Regions from separate parts of the Sus scrofa genome. Here region 1 is linked to region 2. The links are chromatin contacts, called in public Hi-C maps. All regions are on one chromosome and are shown on one strand. Each heading gives the region's core, a stretch centred on a gene start, on an enhancer-like site or on the middle of the called end of the contact. The rest is flanking DNA. Distances are from core to core; before and after follow the strand shown. Region 1 holds the start of RGCC (regulator of cell cycle). Region 2 holds the start of DGKH (diacylglycerol kinase eta).

Region 1 (3,608 bases), core at 224-2,723, 530 kb after region 2:
TGGGTGGGGTGGGGTCAGAGCCAGCAGTCCCAGTGATGGGCCTGCCTGAAGGATGAGGGACACTTTCTAAATACTTGAACTCCGCAGTGCCAAGGATTCTTTCAAAACTGCGGGCAATGGAGCAACAAGCCTGGGAGCTCAGGGCCAGAAGAAAGTGCAAGAAGTCATTTCAAAAATCCCAAGGACGGGAGCTTATGAAACTTTTCCTGGTTTCACAAATATTTCCATATGGTACCCTCCCATGTCTCCTCTGACCCCATTCTTGTGGCACTTGCTCCACGCCCTCTGAAGACACTGCTGAGAGGCGGGTGGAGGGGAAAGGAGAGGAGGAGAAGGAGCTGTGACGAGCCCTGGCTCCGGTCCCAGGAGTCCTGCCTGGCTGCGTCTCAGGCAAGCCCTTACAGTCTCCTGCTTCCTGACATCTGCAGGCGACAGATAAACCAGCCTGCCCTCCAAGAGCCTTCGGGGACCAACCTCGGGGGTCTGGTCTCCGCTGAACCCGCCGCCCTGGAGGCTCCTAGCGTCCTAGAGAATCGGTTTACAACTAAGCAAACCGAGCCCGCGAGGCCAGGCTCTCCTCGGTGGGCCGAGTACAGCGGAGTCCCCAGGATTCTGACATCTTCCCTGGCCCGGGCCACACTTACTCTCCGAGTCGCTGAAGCCACTGCTGTCGCTGACACTGGCGCTGCTCCGCCGTTTCATGCGCTCCAGGTGCTCCTCGTAGTGGAAGTGGCGCTCGTGGAACGGGGACGCGAAGTCGGCCAGCACCGCGTCAAACTCACACAGCGCGTCCGTCAGGTCCCCGGCGGCAGCCGAGTCCAAGGCCGGGGCTGGGGCAGGGACCGCGGGCTCAGGTGAAGGGGGTGGGGGGGGCCGCCACCGTTCCCCGAGGATCGCTAACCAACACTCGCTGCGCGTTTGCCCGGGGACAGCCACGCTGTCGCTGCCCGCTGCTGGCTGTTACCCTTTACGACTCTCCATCACCCCCTAAAGCGCTCTCTACTATCCACCCATTTTAGAGCTAAAGAAACTGAGCTTCCGCTGGAAAAGTTGCCGGCCAAAGGTCACGGAGCCCACCGACACAGCCCACCTCTCCCACACTCTGTCGGGTACTTGTCCCCCCCGCTCACTCCCCGGTGGCGGTGGGAGGACTGAGTCAGGATGCGCCCGTGACGTGTCGGGCTGGCATCCCCAGCCCCGCGTGGAGAGGCGGCTGAACCCTCCCGGGGCAAGTCCCCCCCACCCACCCCGGGGAGGCTGGGGGAAGGGTGTAAAGGGACTACGCGGGATCCCCTTGCTTCAGCCCCCAACTCTCAAAGGCCCGGCCTTTAAGGCGACCCCCACTCACCTGCGGCCGCGGCGGCCGCGGGGCTGCCCTGTGCCGCGGGCGGCTTCATGGGCGGGCTCGGCCCGGCGCGCGTTGTGGGTTCCTGCGAAGTCTGGGCGCGGGGATCGTGCAGATGCTCCCGCTGCCCCGTCTCCTGGCCGCGCTCCTGCTCTGCCCGTCCGCTCCACTGGCCGCACTCCCGCCGCGCGGTTGCCTACACCGCCCGCCCTCCCGCTCTTTCCCCGGCCGCCGCCACCCGCCGCCCCAGGTCTTATAGCCGCCGGCGGGGGCGGGGCGGGGCGAGGCGGGGCGGCGCCGCGGGAGCTGGGCCTCCGGGTCAGTCCCCTCCGCTGCGCCAGGAGACGCCCCTGTCCCCCAGGCACCGCCCTCGCCACGCGCCCTCCCGGGAACCGCAGTGACGCGGAGTCCGGGTTACAGTCCCAAATATTTACCCGGCGCTTTCCCCGCGTGCCCTGACAACGCGACCTACGAAAGTGGCTTTGGTGTCACCAGAGCCCCAAAGACTTGAAGGCTGGTGCTCGGCTGCTTCCCGCCCTGTGCCCTTAAGCTCCTCGCGCCTCAGTTTCGTCGTCTGTGCAATGGAAATCCTGATCCTCCGGGGTTTGTGGCGAAGAATAAAGTGGCCAAAAGCCGAGGAAGACCCAGACCCGTGTGGGGACGCAGGGGGCGGTCCCCCGCGCCTCCTGTCCCCATCGTCTCCAGGGACTCGAGGGTTGTGGGCAGATGGAGTGGACAGAGCCCGCGGCCAGAGGGACAGAGGTCGGTGGTGCCACGTCCTTATGAACCCTTAGCCGCTCCCATCCCGAAGCCCGGAGCCTGACTCCACTCCTGGGCGTTCACACCAGCCCCGACTTTATGCGGAAAGAGTTTGTTAGGGAAAGAAATCCCTGCGTAGATGCAGCGCGAACGCGGCGCGTCTCTGTGTCCCACACTGAGTCACCCCGCCCAGCCGCCTGGCGGGGCACCAGTCGTAATGGTGAAAGCCCTTGCGCTTGCCGCAGGTGGCTTCTTCCATACAAAGCAATCAAAATAAACCCCTTGAAAAATTCGGTCCCTCGGGTGTACTAGACACACGTCAAATGCCCGACAGTCATCATGCTCTTGGACCTGGCTGCCAGGGTCTCTGACCCACAAACTGGCTTTAGAGGGAAGCCAGGCATCTTAGCCAGGGTATCAAGGGCTTCCTGGGTCAGGTCTTGGCAGGCACTTTTGCCAGGTCCGCAGTAACCTGGAGAAGCAGCACTGCTGCTTGTTTAGGAGTGAAGCTGAGGCACAGAGAGGCTAAGTAGCACACGAGTCCCACAGCAATGGAAAGGCCCATCTGTTTGGCTTCAGAGACAACACAACCTCGCTTTCTGCCCAGCGGAAGGCAAACAGAGCAGACAGGAGGAAGAGGCTCCAAATAAGGGAGCAGATAACCCAGGTCCTTGAAGCAACAAGGCAAGGCCTGGGCGTCTTTTTCTCTTCTTTTCCCCACCTCCCTTATTAAAACTCTTTTTTCTGTCTTTCCCTCCCTCCTGCTCTCTGACTTGCTGCGGTGCCCACTGGGGATGCCAGGAGCCAAGAAAGCAGCAACCGATCTGGGAGCTGAGGCCAGGGCGCTGCCCTCCAGAGGCAGCTCTCCCTCCTTGGCCAAGGTAGGGTGCAGGGTGCTGGATGCCCCAGCCCAGCTCTTGCATGATGGCTCAGGAACCCTCTCAGCTAAAGAATCGGTTAAGCTGATCTTCAAAAGAACCTACAGAACAGCCTCACTTTTTAGCAGCCATGCCAGTTTACTAAGACAGTGACAATGCAGTTCACCAGGAGAGGTTGGTTGGAGAATTAACATAGGTCTTTTCTATCAAAGGAAACCTTGGTTACTCCATGTTGTTCCTGCTTTGTCTGCGATCCCCTCCTCCACCCCCCTTTTTTCCCCTCTTCTCCCAGGAACAATTTGTTTCAAATTAGCCAAGGAGAAGAGTGTGTGCCCTGACCTGATCAATGGGAAGGGGACAGATGTACCGCCGGCATGAGGGATAGATAGTGGGTTCTTCCTTCTTGGCGGCATGTTTTTGACCGCTTTCACCCTTCTGCAGAAATCAAGAACTTTGTGGAGATTCCCCCATGTTCGTGTTCGTGTGTCTTACACTGCCGATCCGAGCCAGGGTCACTTTTCCCCCACAGTTGGTGTCATTTGCAATCCATAATAAGGGAACACTCTCGCCCAAGCACTGGGGAGATGGATGAGCAGCGGCTTTGACTCAAAGTGTCACCTCCCCTA
Region 2 (4,051 bases), core at 1,297-3,796:
CTGGGCTATGGGAACTCTGTGATTCCCTTGAAAGGTTATTAAATTTTTATGTGTATTTCACATAGGTACCTTTGGGGGAGAAAGAGAAAAAGTGTCCATAGCTTTGATTTGATTCTTAAAGGGATCACTGATCCAATAGAAGTTCAAGAATCCCTGATTTTGATGAAACTTGTTTTGAAAGGAAAACTGTCCCACAAACATACTTAGATGAAGCTGATTTTTCCTCTCTTAACTCCTCCACACGTCTGAAATAATTAACACTTAAATCCCCTATTTCCCCTCCCTTACCCATTCTTTTCTCTTGTACACACCATTTTTCAGTAATTTAGATAACTTATCTTTTACTGTGGGTCGGACATGCGGCCACAGGGTTTCAAATACAATCACTTTGTCAAAAGTAGCATTTTATGCCACATACCTAAGATCAAGAAAGGTTTTTGCTTTGTTTTGTTTTGTCTGGTCTCCGAAGTTAAACTATTCACATCTCTGACACAAGACATTCTGTTTACTTAAGAATGAACACTCAGTGAGGACTTAAGGATTTGTGCCTGTATTGTTAAATGCTATAGCCAACAGTCCTGGAACATAGTAGGTGCTATATGAAATACCTGCTGAATAAATTAAAAGGCCTTCCGGTATGTACAGAATATAAACCTCACTTTTTTTTTGGAGAGTTCTGCAGTCTGGATAAAGTGTCACAACTCATTAACACATTTCCATTCGGGCTCTAGTTTTAAAGGCTAATAAACAAGCATTTTCATGTTGTAACTTTAAGCAAAGCAAAAATAAAAACGCCGTTCTCTATTTTTCCACGTACCAAGTGGTTCTGGCATCAAGACCCTCAAGTGAAATACATATAAGTGGGTATTTTTCATTGCAATTGGTGTTGACTTTAAGTATCCAAGTTCAACAAGGACTTCATAGAAAAGAGCTCAAAAGTAAAGTTACAAAAACAGGTCCCTGAATTTAGTTCTCAGTTATCGCTGACTTAAACTCCCAAACTGAACTGTATTTTTAATTTCAAGAATAAACTTAATCCCCAGTAATAACCACAATAGAAGAAATACGAGCAGATGGGCAACCTAACAACATGTTCAAATTGACAAAAGCAAAGACAGCTGCAGATACAGATGGATCCGAGTTTAAGGACACTCCTGAAAGGTCGGGAAACAGAAGGCAGAGAAATGTACTTTGGCAAAGGAGCTGGGAGGGTACATACTAGAAAAGAAAAGGGGGAACCAAGCTTGGCACCTGACCTAGAAGCTCTCAACAGGCAGGGGGCCAGCCTGAGCAGATCCTCGGAGTTCCTGGGAAAAGAGCATCCGAACGTGTTGAACAGAACACTGGTGAGGCCAGAAATTTCGGACGAGGTTTTCCAAATAGGTTCAAGAATGTCAACCAAGACGGAACAGCAAACATCGAGGCAGGGCGGAGAGAGCCAAAATTCGATGCCAGGGAAAAGGCAGCCCACACAGGATTACAGAGCTCTGAGTGAGACGGGGATTTCGGGCTAGAATCACCGGAGGGATGTGAGATGGTTCTGACTCTCTGAGTTGGAAGAGAGGAAGTTGAAGGAGTTTGAGGGAACAAATCCCAAGCCCCCAATTCCCCCGTCCTCCTGCTCCTTACCCGCGCACACACAATGCACATGCCCACGTTACTTTCGGTCCCCCAAACTGCCCAACCTCCGCGTTTCACGGGCAGCGAAATCCTAAGCGAAATCGAGGTCAGCTTCCCGCTTCATCCCTGGCAACCCCCTCGAACCCTAGAAAAGCCCGGGGCTTTAGCGGCGAGCAGGAGGCGGAGGCGTGGTTCCCGGCTTCTAGCTGCGATCCGCCTCGCCAAGCGCGGCTCCTTAGGAACCTGCAGCGCCCAGGTGACCGCCCAGGGCGCGGTCTCAAGAGGCAAGACCTGTCTCCTCCGAGCCCTGCACGCTGACCCCCAGTCTGGGCTTCTTTTTGCCCCCTCCCTACCCACCCTCCACGCTCCGAAATCAAGGAAAAAGTTGCGAAGTCGATGAAGCACGGAAAACGGTCCTTGGAGGGCCGTGGTCAGTGGCTCGTCCGCGGCCCCTGGGGGAGAGCCTCGGCCGGCCCGGACAAAGGCGCTCCGGGCGGCGCGCGAGGAGGAGCCCGGGCGGCGGAGGAAGCGCTGTCCCGGGTGGGAAGCAGCTGGGGACCTCATCCCGGGCCATTTCCTGAACGGAACCCGGCCCGGGCGGGGGGGAGCAGAGGAGAAGTGGGAGGGGGCGGGCGCGGGCGCTGTACCCACCGGTTCCTCCCAGGCCGGGCTGCGGGCGCCGGACGCGGGGCGCACGTGCTGCGGCTCCATCGCGCCAGCCCGTGCCCGCCGGCCGCCCGGGCGCGCGGACCCGGGCCCCCGCCGCCGCCGCCGCCGCCGCCGGGGCCGCTGGATGCGCTTTCCTCGCCGCGGTCCTCTCGGCCGCTGCTGCCGCCGCCGCCCCGGCTCCCGCCCGGGGCCGGCCACCGGCCCTCCCGCGGTCTCCGGCTTCCGCCGCGCTGCGCTCTCCCGCCCCCGCGCCGGTCCCTTCCTCCACCTCCACCTCCTTCTCCTCCTCGGTCCAGCTCCGAGCGGTCCGCTCCCCGCCGCTGCCGCGCCGCCGCCGCCGCCACCGCCTCCCACCGCCGCAGAATCCGCCCCTAGCTCCTTCCTCCGCCCCCGACTCCCTCCCCTTTTCCTCCCCGCTTCCCGCCCCTCCCCCCGCCGCCCCCTCCTCCCGGCGGGCGGCCCGGGACGCACGTGACCCTCCTGTCAGGCCTTATAAGGCGCGGAACCGAAAGCGGCTGCAGGGTGGTCAGGGGCACCGGGTGGCAGTGGGGACCGGAGCGGCCTCCCCCGGGGGCCGGACGCCTAGCCGCTGTCGGGAGGACCGGGAGCGACGGGGAAAGCCCGGGCTGGGCCGGCCGACGCGCTGGCGATGGGAGCGACGGTGGCCGCGAGTCCCGGGAGAGCCTCCAGCGCCCCTCTCCGCGTCTCCCTCTCCTGCAACCCGCGCCCGCCTCCCGCCGAACGCCGGCCGCCCGCGCTGCAGGCACCTCCCCTCCTCTGGGCGCTGAGGCTTGAACAAAATCGCGCTGGACAGTAACCGACTTCGACAGAACAAGGGAGATAACTGCAGCCCAGAGCCGCTCCTGAACCAGCTGCTCCAGGGGTGGTTTATTCTTTGTGACGTTGAAAACACTGCAGCTGGCTTAGCATCTGCAAGAGGAGTTAAGATTGAGGGAATACTTCTTTTATTCGTTTTTAATGATGAACGGATTCGTGGAAAGAAACCCGGCTAGTGTGTCTTCCAATTAGACCACTACATTTAAATTAGGGGAAGGGACTGGCTCGCAGGGAGGGCTCCATAATGGCAAGTCACCTCCTTTCGCCCTTTGAAAACACGTTTCCAGTAGAGATTTCGATTATCTTTTTGGCCTCAAGGACGGTTTCCCTCTATGTCCAATCCAAGAGTGGCTTTTCCCAGGTTCTTCCCTCTCCTGGACATTCAGGCTCCTTCTAGCAGCATCTTCCCACGGCCCTTAATCATGGCAAACAAATTTATACATTTTTAAAAACACGGAAAATTTCAAAACACTTGATCCAGTCTGCCTCCAGTCCCCACCGCCTCACAGCCCAGCTCTTGGGGAGGTAAAGCCCCGTTCTCATTATTATCACATCCGTGTCTTAATCTGCCACTCATTTTCTTCTGCAAACCAACTTTGGTGCCCACTTTAAGAGGTGAGCCTGACAAAGGTCACCTGTGGCTTTCAAAATTCCCTAAATCATTTGGTTGTGTCCCCCCCCCAACTTCCTTTTTATTGAACCTGTGCACAACATTTGTCACTGGGGACCAGACTATTAGCCTTGAAACTACCCCTTCCCCTGGCCACATTGACACTTCAGTGTCTGATTCTCTAACCATCTTGCGCAACCCCTCGGCTAGCTCCTACATGTTGGAGTGCCTACATAGTCTGCCCCTGGTCTATTTCTAACCCTGCCCGGTCCATCCAGACCCACTCATGACTTCAGCTACCAGCCATGTGCCGGT

What was found. Hi-C and Micro-C count contacts between places; a contact is called where the count stands out from the background.
Region 1: a contact with region 2 is called in a Hi-C map of heart right ventricle, with 2.0 times the contacts expected there. The contact joins the promoter of RGCC here to the promoter of DGKH in region 2. A contact is called at or near these places in 1 of 5 promoter capture datasets (fetal liver), 2 of 47 Hi-C or Micro-C datasets (embryonic fibroblasts and heart right ventricle) and 1 of 2 datasets of contacts at active chromatin or transcription factors (skeletal muscle).

The regions. Positions count from the first base shown.
Region 1 is chr11:25,494,950-25,498,557 of Sscrofa11.1, forward strand. RGCC (regulator of cell cycle) reads right to left here and starts at 1,474. Exons shown (of 5, transcript NM_001244227.1): 1 at 1,349-1,474; 2 at 645-830. The coding sequence starts at 1,397.
Region 2 is chr11:24,968,382-24,972,432 of Sscrofa11.1, forward strand. DGKH (diacylglycerol kinase eta) reads right to left here and starts at 2,547. Exons shown (of 32, transcript XM_021065624.1): 1 at 2,272-2,547. The coding sequence starts at 2,331. LOC106505301 (a long non-coding RNA gene) reads right to left here. Exons shown (of 3, transcript XR_002336682.1): 3 at 2,757-3,541.